Linked DNA regions of Mus musculus: all the other regions are linked to region 2. A link is a contact called in public Hi-C and Micro-C data. All regions are on one chromosome and are shown on one strand. The core of a region is the stretch at or near the end of the contact, and the rest is flanking DNA. Distances in the headings are between cores, read along the strand shown. Region 1 overlaps Trim62 (tripartite motif-containing 62). Region 2 overlaps Phc2 (polyhomeotic 2). Region 3 has its middle 35 kb from the start of Zfp362.

Evidence for each region. Hi-C and Micro-C count contacts between places; a contact is called where the count stands out from the background.
Region 1: a Micro-C map of palatal mesenchyme shows a contact between it and region 2, with 2.5 times the contacts expected there. The contact joins two enhancer-like sites. A contact is called at or near these places in 3 of 15 datasets of contacts at CTCF or cohesin (the NIH/3T3 cell line, embryonic stem cells and pro-B cells), 3 of 484 Hi-C or Micro-C datasets (cerebellum, embryonic stem cells and palatal mesenchyme), 15 of 115 datasets of contacts at active chromatin or transcription factors (T-cell acute lymphoblastic leukemia, craniofacial prominence, differentiating embryonic stem cells and 9 more) and 5 of 9 other capture datasets (adipose tissue, embryonic stem cells, embryonic tail and 2 more).
Region 3: a contact with region 2 is called in a Hi-C map of the HPC-7 cell line, with 3 times the contacts expected there. The contact joins two enhancer-like sites. A contact is called at or near these places in 4 of 39 promoter capture datasets (the 3T3-L1 cell line, embryonic stem cells, liver and 1 more), 5 of 484 Hi-C or Micro-C datasets (the HPC-7 cell line, Kupffer cells, bone marrow-derived macrophages and 2 more), 7 of 115 datasets of contacts at active chromatin or transcription factors (Th17 cells, bone marrow-derived dendritic cells, bone marrow-derived macrophages and 3 more) and 4 of 9 other capture datasets (adipose tissue, embryonic stem cells, liver and 1 more).

Annotation. Positions count from the first base shown.
Region 1 is chr4:128,903,364-128,908,295 of GRCm38.p6, reverse strand. The region is part of intron 4 of Trim62 (tripartite motif-containing 62); the gene reads right to left. Among named protein-coding and RNA genes, the nearest start is that of Gm33901, 12 kb to the left of the region's middle. Within about 2 kb of position 1,520, at least 48 of the 459 cell types and tissues checked have an H3K27ac peak or open chromatin away from gene starts, as enhancers often do. A contact at or near this core is called in T-cell acute lymphoblastic leukemia and palatal mesenchyme, where this site is marked.
Region 2 is chr4:128,708,408-128,713,123 of GRCm38.p6, reverse strand. Phc2 (polyhomeotic 2) reads right to left here. Exons shown (of 15, transcript NM_001195130.1): 4 at 4,070-4,147; 5 at 3,461-3,625; 6 at 1,980-2,066; 7 at 765-1,065. Among named protein-coding and RNA genes, the nearest start is that of Gm33712, 17 kb to the left of the region's middle. Within about 2 kb of position 1,558, at least 184 of the 459 cell types and tissues checked have an H3K27ac peak or open chromatin away from gene starts, as enhancers often do. A contact at or near this core is called in the HPC-7 cell line, T-cell acute lymphoblastic leukemia, adipose tissue and 2 more, where this site is marked.
Region 3 is chr4:128,838,381-128,843,367 of GRCm38.p6, reverse strand. No RefSeq gene overlaps it. Among named protein-coding and RNA genes, the nearest start is that of Zfp362, 35 kb to the right of the region's middle. Within about 2 kb of position 3,442, at least 160 of the 459 cell types and tissues checked have an H3K27ac peak or open chromatin away from gene starts, as enhancers often do. A contact at or near this core is called in the HPC-7 cell line, adipose tissue and bone marrow-derived macrophages, where this site is marked.

The sequences.
Region 1 (4,932 bases), core at 271-2,770, 200 kb before region 2:
TTAATTATGAACTGGGGGGGCATAGATCAGTTGGCAAAGTCCTTGCCTGGCATGCACAAAGCCACAGGTTTGATTCCCAGCCTCATAAACCTGGGCCTGGTGGAATATTCCTGTAATTGAAGCACTCTGGAGGTGGAGGCAGGGGGACCAGAAATTCAAGAACATCTTCTCTTCCACAGTGAGTTTGAAGCCAGGCTGTGGAGCACGGAGTGCTGTCTCCAAAGAAGTCTAGCTACAATCCCCTTTATATCATGGTCAGTTGTTACAAACACACATGTACCTTATTGTACATACACGTATATTAAAAAGGTTTTAGGTATGATCCTAGATTTTAAATTTTGTTATTTAAAAAAATAGACAATATGTCCCCCCGAGGTTGGAAATCTCTAATCCTACTAAACTCTTCCATTTGACAGACAGGAAAATTGAGACCCTCAGGAGCCCTGACTGATCTTAAGTCAAAAGATGCCGGCAGAGCTGGAACTATTGAAGGGCACCCAGCCCCTGGCACCTGGCCAGAGCCCACCTCTTCATTCAGGCCCAGCTCCTTTGCTTCTGTTGTCTACCCCACCCCCACCTCCCCTACATCCTCTCTGCCGAGATCACCCAAAGAGGCTCTTTCAGAGGCCCACCCTCTGAGAGCCTTCATGTTGGAGGAATGAGCTGGTTTCCAGATTAGCCTCTGGGACTCGTGCGCTCTCTCTCTGTGCCACTCTCCCAAACAGGGTATGGCCCTCTGAGCAAATTTCTCACTGGCTTTGCACCAGAGGCCAAGGCCCAGGTTGCGGTGATCTCAGCTCCTCCTTGAGAGTTCAGTGGTGAGCACGGAGCCCAGCATGGGCAGGCTTCCGGGCACTCACATGTACTCGCCTCTGAGTGCTGAGCCCGTGGTGCAGGTTGGGTCACCTGGTTCTGAGCTGGCCATACCGGCTTAGCAGGTCTGATTTGACAGTCTCCCGAACTCTTGTCAAGATCTCTGGTTTATACCTCCTGTTTACTCTGATAACCCCCTCCAGGGACAGTGAGAACCTGGGACTGGCACTTCTCAGCTACAGGAGTCTCTCCAGGCCAGAGCATGGCAGAGGGGAGAAAGAACTGGGGGAAGCAATGGACTATGGCTACAGTTCCTCAGAGCCAAGGATGTCTCCCAACTCCCTGTCTCTTTCCTTCTCATCGAGAGCAGGGTCACGATGGCTCTAGCCCAGGACCCAGTCAGTGCCTCTGCGGGCTCTATCTGCAGAGAAATAAGACGCCCCAAGGCTTGTGGCAGTCCCACTAGGCATCATGTTTCTAGTCTGTCCAGCATCATGTTTCTGGTGCATCCCTAACAGGCTGCTTGCTGACGTGCATGGAGCTTCTTCAGGGAGCTAGGTCACGGGTCATTCACTTCTGCCTCTCACGCTTCCTCAGAGCGCAGAGAGCTGTGTGGGAACCAGGAGCCCTGGGTCTAGAGGGGCCTGTGGAACAATCCTTTGTTAAAGGATGTAAATGGGGAGGTTAATGGACACACACATGAACTGTATTCTGTATTCTGTCAGTCCCTGGGCAGTTAGTCAGAACAAGAAAGGTCCTGTCCTGTGCAGTGTGAAGAACTCCCACAGTAAGAGGAAAGGCTAGAAGGATGTGTGAGTGTGTGTGTGTGTGTGTGAGTGTGTGTGTGTTTGTGTGTGTGTGTGTGTGTGTGTGTGTGTGTGTGTGTGTGTAAGAAACTAATTAGATACAGATGTTGCATCATTTACACTACAGACTGGGATCCGTTGGGGTGGAGTGGATGTGGGGATGCTTAGGGCTCCGGGGAAAACACCAGCAGTAGGGAATGGCAGGCTCCTATATCCCAGGTGCCTAGGAGGGTATAAGGAGATGGTAGTGGGGAGACCCCAGGGGTCAAGGAACAGTCAGGGGGATACTGGCAAGCAGCATGAAGACTCAGCCTGACTCTTTGTTTGTTTGTTTGGTTGGTTTGGTTTTTTTTTCGAGACAGGGTTTCTCTGTGTAGCCCTGGCTGTCCTGGAATTCACTCTGTAGACCAGGCTGGCCTCGAACTCAGAAATCCAACTGCCTCTGCCTCCCAAGTGCTGGGATTAAAGGTGTGCGCCACCACCCAGCTTCAGCCTGACTCTTAAGTCTGTGTAGGACATTGTGGGTCCCTTCCAGAGCCACTGCTGAGTGGGTCGGGCTCCTGGTGGTTCTGAGACCAGTGTGACAGTGAAGAGCATGTGGGCCGGGGAAAGCCTGACCCGGCTGAGTCCTGCGTAGAGGAGAGCAGAAAATTCATCCTCTGCGCCGCAGGTCCTGATTCTCCAGGGATGGGGCCAGCTCCTTGGGGCTGGGGCTGGGGCTGGGGCTGGGGCTGGGGGTGGGGCTGGGGCTGGGGCTGGGGCTGGGGGTGGGGCTGGGGCTGGGGCTGGGGCTGGGGGTGGGGCTGGGGCTGGGGGTGGGGCTGGGGCTGGGGCTGGGGCTGGGGGTGGGGCTGGGGCTGGGGCTGGGGCTGGGGCTGGGGCTGGGGCTGGGGCTGGGGCTGGGGCTGGGGCTGGGGCTAGGGCTAGGGCTGAGCCTGACAGTTTCCCTAGGATAGAGGCATGGCCTGACTCTGAGTGTCCTTTGCACTCCGGAGATTGTGAGGCTACAAGTTCTCCCATCTCGTCTTAACAGAGAGTCCTATCTCCAGAACTCGAAGGTCTCCCTGAAGCTGGCAGAGGCAGTGGCCTTCAGAGGGAGCAGTTAGGGACCTGAGAGGCACCCTGGCAGCTCCCCTTCCCGCTACTCCAGGTACCCTCTGGAGAGCGGCGAGACCCTGAGGAACCAAAGCCTTTCCCCAGGCTCGCTCAGGTCAGAGGTCACCTCTAGCTGTGACATTCCGACATTCATGATTTATAAACCAAAGGCTGGGCCCGAGGCCTGTCTCCTCTACAGGTATGTCCCGAGGCTCTCAAACCTCTCTAAGGCCTTGGGTCAGAAGGCACCCAGGAAGGGTCACAGATTTCCAGGCTCCATGAGAATGTTTTCTGTTCTTCAACTATCACCCAAGCAGCAGAGAAAGACTGCCCAGGCGCCCAGCGAGAAACACTCTTTGTTTTCCAGTATAGCAGGGGAATGATGGGACAGGAAATACGCTTGTTCCCCCCAAGCCCCCCACAAGCCAAGCCTTAGAAAAAGAAATCTGTTCCCACGGGCTTCCTCCCACTTCCCCAGGCCCTCTGCAGTCCCAGCTTCCCGTCACCGTCCCTGCACGGAATAGGCATGGCCCTACCGAGAGCACCACAGCAACCTGAGGTCACGATGGTTGCTGCCCTTTTTCAGAAGGGGAAACTGAGGCTCTCTGAAGTAAGTGGCTTGCTCAGATTCTACTTGGTGTGAAAAGTGAGTTGGAACACGAGCTGTGTCTTTCCATTCTGTGGCCCCGGAAAGTCTAACCAGCTTGGGGAAAAGTGTCCATGATACATAACAACAAAGAGTAAAACTTGCTTACTAAGTTACAAAGAAACCGGTTCACTCCCTTATCTACCCTGGCAACAACTGGGACCATCCCTAAGGTTTAGGTGGGAAAACTGAGGTTCAGCTGGGGGACAGCTTTGCCTTGGGTCACACAGTGGGGCGGGGAACAGTCTGGCACTCATAATGATTAAATCCAGATGAGGAGCAGTGGGGGAGAGGCCAGACAAGGCTGGGGAGGCTGAGGAGTGTCTGGTGTCCTTGGGACAATGAGCTGCCTGGCTCACTGGGAGTTTGCACCTGGGAGGAGGGGGAATTAGAATGGCTTGGCAGAGGGGCTGGTGGGTGAAGGGCTGGGGGACTGGGCAGGGGGCTGGAGGTGGTGAAGCGTGGAGGCTCCAGAGTAAAGGACAGGTGTTCGATGGGGTTCTCGGGTGATCTAATGGGCAGGTTGGGCTGGGAGGGGTAGGCAGGAAGCCACTAGAAGCCACAGTTACGTCCCTGGGGGAGGGAAAGCAGCTCTCCCATCTGGACATAAAAGGCTCTGGTGCTGAGCCAGAGTGACTTCATAGGTTCTGCAGACAAAGAAAGGGGCCCAGCCAACCGGGTCACTGTTGTCTGAAGTCCCAGGGGCATTGACTCAGGGCAGAATGCTCAGGTCACACACCTGTCCCCTCTGGTCCCTTTGCAGGCAGTGTTCTCAGGGCCTGTGGTCTCAACTGAGGCAATTTGGTTTTCAAAAGAAGTCTGACCATGGCCAGAGACACTTTGGGTTGCTGTAACAGAGGGGAAGGGATGGTAGCGTCTCCCGAATAGAGGCTGAGGGAGCTGCTAGCCTCCTGGGTGTAGGACAGGGCCTCCGGCAAGACCTTCTTGCTCAGTGGTACAGAGGGAGGTATACCCTGCTTGGAGCGATCATTTGCTCACTTATGACAGAGGCAAAAAAGGAATACTACCATCCCTGTCATTTAGAGGACCTAACTGGCCTAGAGAAGGAAGGGAGGATCTAAGGACCTGTAGCAAGGCCCTTTATTCAACACTTATAGAGGACCTACTGTATACACTAGGACTATTCTATTCAACACTTAATAGAGTACCTACTGTATACGCTAGGCACGATTCTAGAGGTAGACCTGGGTCTAATGCCCATTGTTTTCATTCCTTCATGAACAAACACTGATTGCTGGCTGTTGGGGATAACTTGAACCCAGCCTCTGGGCCCTTAAAGCCCAGAGTCCAGAGAGAGTGAACCCACACCGACTGTGTCAGGCATCGTGACCAGGAAACCAAGATGGCGGCGGTTCAGCAGAGGTGTTTAAAAGCAAAGCTACAAAGGAGAGTGAGTTTTGGTCGTCAAATACTGACTGACGATGGTGCCAAGGTCCCCAGACAAATGCTCAGAGGACAGAGAATTTAGCTCGCTCACAGCCTGAAGATGGTTCGGTACAGCCAAGTGTGGTGTCTTGGAGGGCTTTGACTGATGGGGTGAGGCACCTATGA
Region 2 (4,716 bases), core at 309-2,808:
TACTTCTGTTGTTGAATTGCTCACACTTTTTCCTTCGACTAGAAAGTTTGTTTCCAGGCTTCCAGAGCTCTTGGCAGATTTTCTCATTCACAGCCAGTGCTGGGAGGTTCAGTGGGCAGGGCCGGGGGCTAGTCAGAGGCCACTGATTCACCCCCATTTGCAGAATGAATGGGCCCAGCAAACAATCAGCTTTTTTTTTTTTTTCCAATCTTCTAAATTTACTCTCAAGTGTGGAGATCCCAGGCTCCTGTCCACGAGGTTAGGGGGTCCTTCCACTCTCCTGCGGGGCTCGGAGCTTGGACACAGAACAGGCCACAGTGTCACCCTCCTTTACCTCCCCAGCCTCTGGGAACTCAGAGGAGTCAGAAAGCTTGCCCATATAAGTTAGCCAAGGCCTCCTGAAGGATTAGAGTCAGCTTCCTGCCTCTCCTCTGCCTGTGGCTCTCCCAAGCTCTGGCTGGCCACATCCCTTTCACTAACTTTGGGGATCCCAAAATAGTCCATCTACCAGTCCCCACCCATTCAGGGCTAAGGCTGTGACCGGTTCCCGGAGCCGGGGCTGTGTCGGTGCAAAGGCTTAACCCTAGGGATGTGGTTTCTAAAGTCAGACTAAGCATGAACCGGAGCCTGGGGCTGGCAAACACCCCAGGACTGGGAGGGGACAGGGAGTCTGGTGTCCTAACGCACATATGGGAAGGAACGTTTGGAAGCTTTGGAGGGCTCTCTTGATCCATAACCCAGACTTCATCGTGCTGGGACCTTACCTGGTGCAATGAGCGGGTGAGTAGCCACAGCAGGAACTGCCCGGCCAGGCCCTGGCCGGCCCTCCATGTTGCAGTTACCATCTCCTGCCTTGAGTGTCTCTGGCGCATTGTCAGTCCCACTAGGCTTGGCACCCGCAGGGGAACCCTGAGCCATGGTCCTGCCCTGTGGTGGGGCAGGCAGAGGCTGGCTACTGCTGGGTGTGGGTTTCAGGGCCAAGCTGGGCAGGACAGGCTGGGTGGGGGGAGGGCCCGAGGCTGCTGCTGCTGGTGTCTGCTGGGTGCGAAGCGTCAGGTTCTGTACCTGAAAAAGAGGGGCCCCGTGAGAGTCCAGAGAATGCAGGCCGGGGCAACAGCAACACACACCTGAGAGGGAGTTAGGGCAGATCCAGGACTACAGACATGAAAATGGTTTCTAGACGGAGCGAGTGAGAGAAAGAGAGATAGAGAAGAGACACCAGAAAGAGAGACGCACGGGGTGGGTAGTTAGGGGCTGAAAGAGAAGCCCGGAGTGGGTGGAGTTTGTAAAGAACACAGGAAGTATGGTTAGTGATCAGAACTGAATTCTGGGGCTGCCCGGCTGGGGCAGACAGGGGCAGGGAAGCCAGCGCCTTTCGTTCCCCACCCCTGACACTATCGGGATTCGTTGCATCCTACTGCGGCAAAGCACGGTATGGAAAAAAACAGAACAAGACTGACAGGCAAAGCAGAGGCTCAGCTTGTCCTCACAGTCAGGTTAACGCCAGGTCGTTTCCAAGACAGCCGCATGCTTACTCAGCCTGGTCCCTGCTGCCCTCTGCTGGACAATGGGGGGCAGTGCCGGACTCATAACCTAGCTTCTCCATCCTCGAGCTTGGGTCCCCCTTCTGGAGATGGCGTAGGAAGACAGACTGAGTAAGAGGTCCGTTCTCAGGTTCCCACAGACGTCTCACACAGAATAGCTCCTCTGTGCTGTAGCAGAAGGCCGGAGGCCAGCACCCATACCGTTCCTTCTCTCCGTATGCCCCTGCCTCTGATCCCCTCCCCTCAGTGCTGGCTCACGGTGCTCTCTGCTGCCTACCTATATTCAGAGGAGCCAAGAGGTGCTGAGGCCAGCTGGATGGTAACGAGCGAGTCCATTTTCTTATTGCTTCATAGACGAGTCCTACCACTGCCAGCACCCCTGCCCCTCTATGAGCTGCCCACCCCCCTGCCCACCCACGAGCCCGGGGTCCTCACCTGGGCAGGGGTAGGGGGCCGAGCAGGGGAACCAGTGCAGAGCTCAGGCTGAACAGTAGCGACGGTGGCCGTGGGCGTGAAGATGAGCTGAGGGGACAAAGGAACAGAGGGCCTAGGCTCCTAGCTACCTGCACCAAGTTACCTAGCTGGGTCTGGAATCACAGGGAACGAGGCACCTTTTACCTGCCCAGTGTAGGCTGAGCCACAGGGGAGAGCAGTTTAGCCAGGGGATGGCTAAGCAAGCGGGACCCTTGTTCTGAGGGACTCTGTTGCCTCAGAATCTGGCACTGTCTCCTCAGTCCTGTGAGGAGGAACCTTGGGCAGCTGTCATAGGCTGATCTTCCAGGTCTAAGATAGCTCTGTTCCCCAGGGCTAGATCGGAATAAGATTATCTTTCAAAAAGGATTAAATCGGTTTGCACAGTGGTCACTTTCTAGTCAAGCTCTGATTCAGCGGGGGTGGGGAGGGGAGTCTGGAAGCAGCAACAGCAGAGGAAGGAGATGGCCTGGAGCTACGGTGACTGCGTCTCATCTGGAGGGGTGCAGGTAAAGAGGCAGCACTGGCTGGCACCTTGACCTCTGTGTGGCTCTGTCTCTGCATGCATGTGGATAAGCTGGTGTCGGGGCAGGGGGCCTCCTTCATCTCAGTGCTGGGGCCTCCTGGATCACTCCCTCTGTGTACATTCTGCTCTCAGAGGGCAGCAGATGGGCATCAGGACCCCAGTGGGGACATAGAGTAAAGTGGAGTGTGGCTGCCAGTTGGCTGGGGACATGGAAGTCCAGTCATATGCTGTCTGAGGCATTGCCTGGGAAGGGGAAGAGTACCCGCAGCGACAAGCTCGGAGTCAGGAAGAAAAACTAGGGAACAAGATCAGAGCAGCCCCCGGTGTGATGCTCTGGCCTTAACAGCAAGGCAGGGAGGGACTACGCTGTCTTCAGGATGGTGTCATCATGGGTAAAAGAGAAAACCAGCTTCTCTTCAGCCTGGGCGGCACGGGCGGCACGGGCGGGGACTTGTCGGTTGGAGCCCACCACGGTTACGTGGTTGCTTCCTAGTCTGCTGTTCCCAGACCTAAGGACCCCTTAGGGGCAGACAGTGCCAGGTCAGGTATGTTCTACATGAAATAGAACGGGGCAAGCTGAGAGGACTGTCCTGGGAGCCAGCTCGTCTCTGTGGAGCAGCTAGAATCTGTCTGCTCACCTGTGAGTTCTAGGCACCACCTGGGCATGCATCCTGCCCCGTCTCCCTAACTTAGTTCTGAGATGGGCAGGGAAGGGAGGCACTGTAGGGTGACTTTCCCTGGCTCCATCTTGGACCTGACCCTCCCTGATCCCTACGGCTGCCCACTCAGCCCTCAGGCTTCTTCCACCCCCTTCTTCCTGCTCCTGGTTCCTTGCGATCTCTGCTCCTTTCTCTAATCTCCTATCTTTCCTGATTGTGTCCCTGAAGTCCAGGAACACACCCAGGACGCACATACTCACCATCTGCGCCCTGAGGTACATCTGTGCTTGGCTGGCAGTCAGGGCAGGGGAGGACGTGTTGCCCAAGAGCACGGCCTGCTGGGCAAGGCCCGAGGCTGCGGCTGAATTGACACTCTGTGCCCGGTTGATAAGCTGGGCTGCTGCCGGGGAGGCTGCCAGATTGAGCTGATGAGAGAGATGTGCACATCAGAAAACAGGAGGCTGGGCTAGCAGTGTCCCAGGAGGCCAGGCAAGCAGTCCCCTGTATTTTGCCTCCCTCTCTCCTGTTCTATGGCCTACGTGGCGGCCTTTAGGACCATCTCATGCACTTGGCTCTGGGTGGTTCCTCTAACTTTGCCCCAGAGCTGGCTTGGACACACAGCTGCGGGCTGGACCCTATGGTGCAAGCACAGTTAGCAATTGAGCCTTGACACCAGAAAGATGATGGGGTGTTAATAGCAGAGCTAGAAAGAGCACACCCATTTTTTTCCTGGCAGGAGCAACCGATCCCAGCTATGACCCTACATGGCTAAGGCATCCCCACAGCTGGATCCAGATAGTAGGGAGAATCGTAGGCAACAGGCAGTCCATGGATGTGGACTCTGCCGGCCATTCCCATACCATACTCACTGAAGAAGACTGGGCAGGAGCCTGTGAGGACACACTGCTACCGGGAGTACTTCCTTGTCTGTTGGCCACCAGGCTTGCCTGGAAAAGGACAAACTTTGGTCATTAATGTCTTCCACCTCAGTGATTTGCGGACCCCGATTTTCTGGGAAGTGCTCTGAACAGCGATCGGGAGAGCAGCCCCATTGCCCTCATCCACACGGGCTTGGCCTCCTGACTCACAAAGGGCCAGGATTAACTGAATCTGTGGCGGAACCATTGAGAGCACAGCTACTCTGACAGTTGGCCATCACCACTGCCCAGCAAACAACTCCAGCTCTCTCCAGACCTCCGTCCCTCCGCCCCACCTACTCCATCCATGAGGCCACTGGCATCACATGAGAGCCTTGCACGCTGGAATACCCAACCTGCCCCTCTCCTCTGGCCACTCAGTGTTACCCTGGCAGAGAGAGCTTCCCTGACCACCTGATGTCGGGCAGCCTCCTGTGGTCCAGCTGCAACTGTGCGTTCTTTTCTAGTGAGAATTGCAGCATAGGCAAAGGGCTTGCTGACTTGCTCCAAGCAGGCAGGGTCCACAGTGCACGCTGTGCCTGACATCAGCTTCACCCACAGAAGGTGCATAAAACACTGCATCGGGTGAAGGAATGAGT
Region 3 (4,987 bases), core at 2,193-4,692, 130 kb before region 2:
GAGCAGAGCCAGCAGCACAGCCACCATGCTATCCCACTGTATTGTTGATTGCGTGAGTAATAACAGGATTGTTATTACTGTTGTTACTGCCCGACCACTGGGCAGCTTACTTTGTCTGCTGTTTGGTTTCTAATGGTCCTGGACAATAGCATTTCCCAATGAATGTAAGGTACAGAGATGTTAAGTGAGGTAGCTTTGAAAAGTCACACAGCCTCTCTCTCTCTCTCTCTCTCTCTCTCTCTCTCTCTCTCTCTCTCTCTGTGTGTGTGTGTGTGTGTGTGTGTGTGTAGGCCAACGGTTGCCATCAGATCCCCAGTTCCTCTCTAGTTTTGAGACGAGGTCTTTCACTGACTCTGGAGTGCTTCCATTCCTTGCCATGACTGAGGGGCAGCAGGCTCCAGGCATCTTCCCATCCCCGTTTCCTCAGTGGTGGGATGCGAGGTACTTGCCTCTGCACACGGCCTTTTAAGCCGACACTGGAGCTCTTTACTCAGGTTCTCATCCTGTCAATGCAACCCCTTCACTGACAGAGGCATCTCTGTAGCCCCCTCTGAAACTTCCTCTCATAGCTCCAGAGCACCACAGTCCCAGTTCACCGTGGTCATCATCACCCGTGTGGCTGTTTCCAAGTCTCCCTAGCTGGAGGGCGGGCTCATCGTGGCCAGCTGCATGCTGGGTTTCCATCTTCTCTGAGTATCCACCACAAATGGCTGTCCTGCCAATACATGTCAACTGAGTGAGTGAGTGACAGTCCCTGAGCTGAATCCAGGATGCACTGGGGACACGCTGCCACTGCCATACTGTCCCCACCACCATGCTGTGCCCACTGCTGTATTGTACCTATTGTCAGGCTATGGAGCTTGGCCCCATTGGACAAATGAGGCCAGTGGAATCCTGAGAGAGCCAGGCCTCGGTCAAGGGCACATAAGGAGCCCGTGGGCAAGTGAGAACCTGTGTCCAGGTCACAGTGCTTGCTTGCCTGGACCCTCTCCACCACTCTTGTGAGTCCTGATCATCATATTCTAGTCTCCACTCCTGGGAAATCAACTTTTTTACTTCTCACACATCGATGGAGACACATGGTGTTTGCCTTTCTGAGTCTGACTTACTTCACTTCACACAGCATCTTTCAGTTCCATCCATGGTCTGCAGAAGACAGAATTTCCTTCTTTTTATGGCTGAGTAATATTCCATGATACATATTCTATTTTCTTTCCTTACTGTTTTAGTTAGGGTTTCTATTGCTGTTTTGAAACCCTATGACCAAAAGCAAGTTGATAACAAAAGTTTATTTAGCTTAGACTTCCATATCACTGTTCATCATTGGAGGAAGTCAGGACCAGAATTCAAACTGGGCAAGCACCTGGAGACAGGAGCTGATGCAAAGGCCAGGGGAGGGCTGCTGCTCACTGGCTTGCTCCACATGGCTCTCTCAGCCTGCTTTCTTATAGGACTCAGGACCACCACCCATGACTCTGAGCGTCCTCCCCTATCAATCACTAATTAAGGAAATGCCTTACTACTGGCTTGTTTACAGTTTGATCTTTTGGAAGCTTTTTTTTTTTTTTTCTAGCTTGGGTCAAGTTGACATAAAACTAGCCAGTACACCCAGTTATCCATCCACGGATACCTTGGCTAATTTACCATCTTGGCTGTTGTAAATAGTGTTGTAATAAACACATCAGTGCAGAAGTCTGTGTAATACGCAGATTTAATTCCTTTGACATTGTAGGCTGGCTGGACATCTTGATTATTTTTCTAGTTCTCTGAGCATGTTGTTTGTTATCTGCACAGTGTAGGATAGCTCCTTAGCGAAGGCATGGGATTTTGGTCCTGTTCCCAGAAAGCTAAACACTCCGAGGGCAGGCTACGATCTGACAGTCATGATTGGCCGGTGTTTCTATTCCTCCTGTCGTGAGAAGCATGTGACCTCGTCATGGCCAATGAGATGCAAGGGGAGACTTTCAGTCAAGGATGTCCTCCTGCCAAGACACAACAAAAGAAAACTCCTTCTTCATTGAACAGTGGTCACATCTGCAGACAAAGGCAGACACTGCTCCATTCACGCTCTGATCATAAGGAAATGTTATCAGTGCGTGAGGGAGGCTGGCTCCTGAGAAGATCAAGTCACCAAATTTCTCCCTGCAATTTCACGAATTCCTTACAGCTCAAACCAAGGTGGCTGGGGTGGGGTGGGGTGGGGGTGGGGCTCTTCGGTTCCTTGCTGCTCACAGTCTCCCGAGAGGTGGGAGGGAGCCTACAGGTTCCATGGTGTTTATCTACTTACCTGTGTCTCTGAGTTCTGGTTTCTCATTTCAAGGGTGGTGTGAGGTGGAGGTGAAGCTCCCGCTACAGGCGATGGAGAGCCTCCATGTTTGACGTCTGACCAACCACTAGACTGCCTGCATCTCTGCTCTTACTGCCTATATACAAAGAGATATTGAACACCCCGACATGTGCAATTGTGACGGCTATATAAGTGTTCATACACATCAGCATGCTTAGCAGAATGGCTGACAGACACACAGTCGGGACTCTGTCAGTTCTACCCCTTGTCATCTCTATCTCTACACTCAAAGCTGTTGGCTTTTGGCAGGCATCTACTGTCTGACTGTTGCCTCAGAAGACAGGTTGCTGGAACTCAGCTCCCTATGGCCCTGAAGTGACCCAAAGGCCAGCTCTGTTAAGGCTCTGCAACCTGACACGCTTAGGCTCAGCTTCTAGCTGTGTGACCTGGAGCAACTGTCTTCACCCTCCTGAACTTCCACTTCCTCATCTGGGAAACCATGAAACAATACCCCACCCCCACCCCCCACCCCCGAAAGATTGTGTCTGTGAAGGATGCGCCTGGCACCAAGCCCGGTATATGCGCAGCGTAATTTTTTGCCAAGGGCCACATCAGAAGGAAGAATGTTAGGGAATTGGCTTCGGTCCACTTAAAATCTCAAAGAATAAAGAAGTCTTTGTGACTTAAAGGATCCCTGTCTCCTGCTTGGACGGTCCAGATCCCAGACCATCCAGGGGCCTTTGAACTCGCTTGGCTTTGGCAGGAAGTGGACCCCCTCCACAGCAGAGAACTAGCCTTCCCTGCAGGCTTCCTGCTGAAAGAGCAAAAACAGAAGGAACGGTGGTGGTGTTGGGGGTTGGATCCTGGTCCTAACTTGTCCGTGCTGGCTCCCTGCGTGACCTTGACTGGATCTCTCATGATTCCTCGAGCCCTGTCTGTTCAGTGGGGTCAGACTCCGTGACCTCAGCAATCTCTCCTGGAGAAGGCGTTCTGGGATGCAGGAAGCCAGACCCCCTGGCTGTTGGGGAGATCAAAGGGTGTCTTCCCAGAGGAGGCCTTACAGCTGCTTGCCCTCTGAGTAGCTCTTGGCTTCCTGCTCTGCACAGGGCCTGCTGTGCAGCCCTGGGAACAGCAGAGGCCTCTGCTGACGTCAAATGTTGTGTTTCCTCAATCTTTTTGCCCCAGTCCTGAGTCACAGGGTTGAGATTCTTAATCATGGTTTTCCCTCCTGTGCTGTTGAGTTCTAGAAACATCTGTGTGGACCTTAGGACACTGTCTTCTTTACACTTCTAAAACCATTCATTATTTCTTTGTGGCTAATACTCATTTATACTCTGACTGGCCATTGAGACCAAATGGTGTCTTCACGCCTGACTTCTTGTCAGTAGGAGAGTTCTCTGGAAGGGTTTGATAGGTTGGTTACATGGCACAGGCTAAGCAGTCAAACAATACAGATATGGGCGTTCTGGAGAGGTCGAGGACACCATGGCTCCCTTGGTCCAGGAAGCTGGATGCTTTAGCAGTCTTGAGGTAGTGCTGAAAGCCTGGAAGATTCCAGAGAAGCCCTGGTCTTCAGGCTACCTGGGAAAACCGGAAAAGCCCGCAAACAGAGCAGCTGCTCACGCCAACAAGGAGCAGAAGGCAGAAAGTGGCCCCTTCACCCCTCAGACTTCTTCACACTGAGCCACCCTTGAAGGGAAAATCCTCTTTGAGAGAGGATCCTCTTCCCCCTAGGCAAGCCTTCCTGCAACTGACCTCTCACACGGCCCAGAGGCATGTCTTTTAGCTGATTCTAGATTCAGTCAAGGTGACAATTGTTAGTCTAGGTTCCGCCCCACAGTTACCTGGCTGTAGGTGTGCCTGACTCACTATAAAAGCGGCTGCTTGCCCCCTCCTCTCTCTCTTGCTCTCTTACCCTCTCCGCCCCCCATTTCCTTCCCCCCCCTCCACATGCTCATGGCCAGCCTCTACTTCTCTTCTCTCTCTCCCCCTCTCTCTCTCCGCCTTTCTCTCAACCCCCCTCCCATGCCCTGAATAAACACTATTTTATGCTGGTCCCTCAGGGGCAGGGATGCCTTAGCACGCCCGCAGAGGCACACCCTTCCCCCACACCTTACTGTACCTCCACCAAACACATCCCCTCTCTCCTTCCCTTTCTATAAACCACAACAACGATCATCCCCCATCCTGCACCTCAGCTGGCCGTCCTCTCCTGACTCTGCCCAACACTCCGAAGTCTTTATACCTGCTGGGCTAAAGACAGGGCTGGCTCTTTACTCTGGCATTTTCTGAGGTAACAGAGACCCAGGTATCCTTTGGAAGGTCTCCACCAAGCTCTACTAGGCTGAGCCTAGCCTGAGACCTGCCTCCTGTACTTTGCTTTTTTTTTTTTTTAATCAGTGGTACTCTACTCGCTAAAACACAGGAAACAGACTTCCTTCAGGGCCATCACAGAGGATAGAACCATTATGGTGGGATTGCAATGGGGAAGAGGGTAGACTCATGCAAATACAGTGGGAACAAGAGGGGATTTATAGATAAGGAACGGGCAGAGTCAGTGGGGAGAACATGATTAAGAGGAAAAAAACATCAGGGGAAGCTGGAGCTTAAACCGAACTAACTGGCTTCTTGCTGGAGGCAGGCCAGGATGGTCAGACATCAGCTGAGAGGGAAGGCAGAATGGGCGACTGGTAGGAGGCT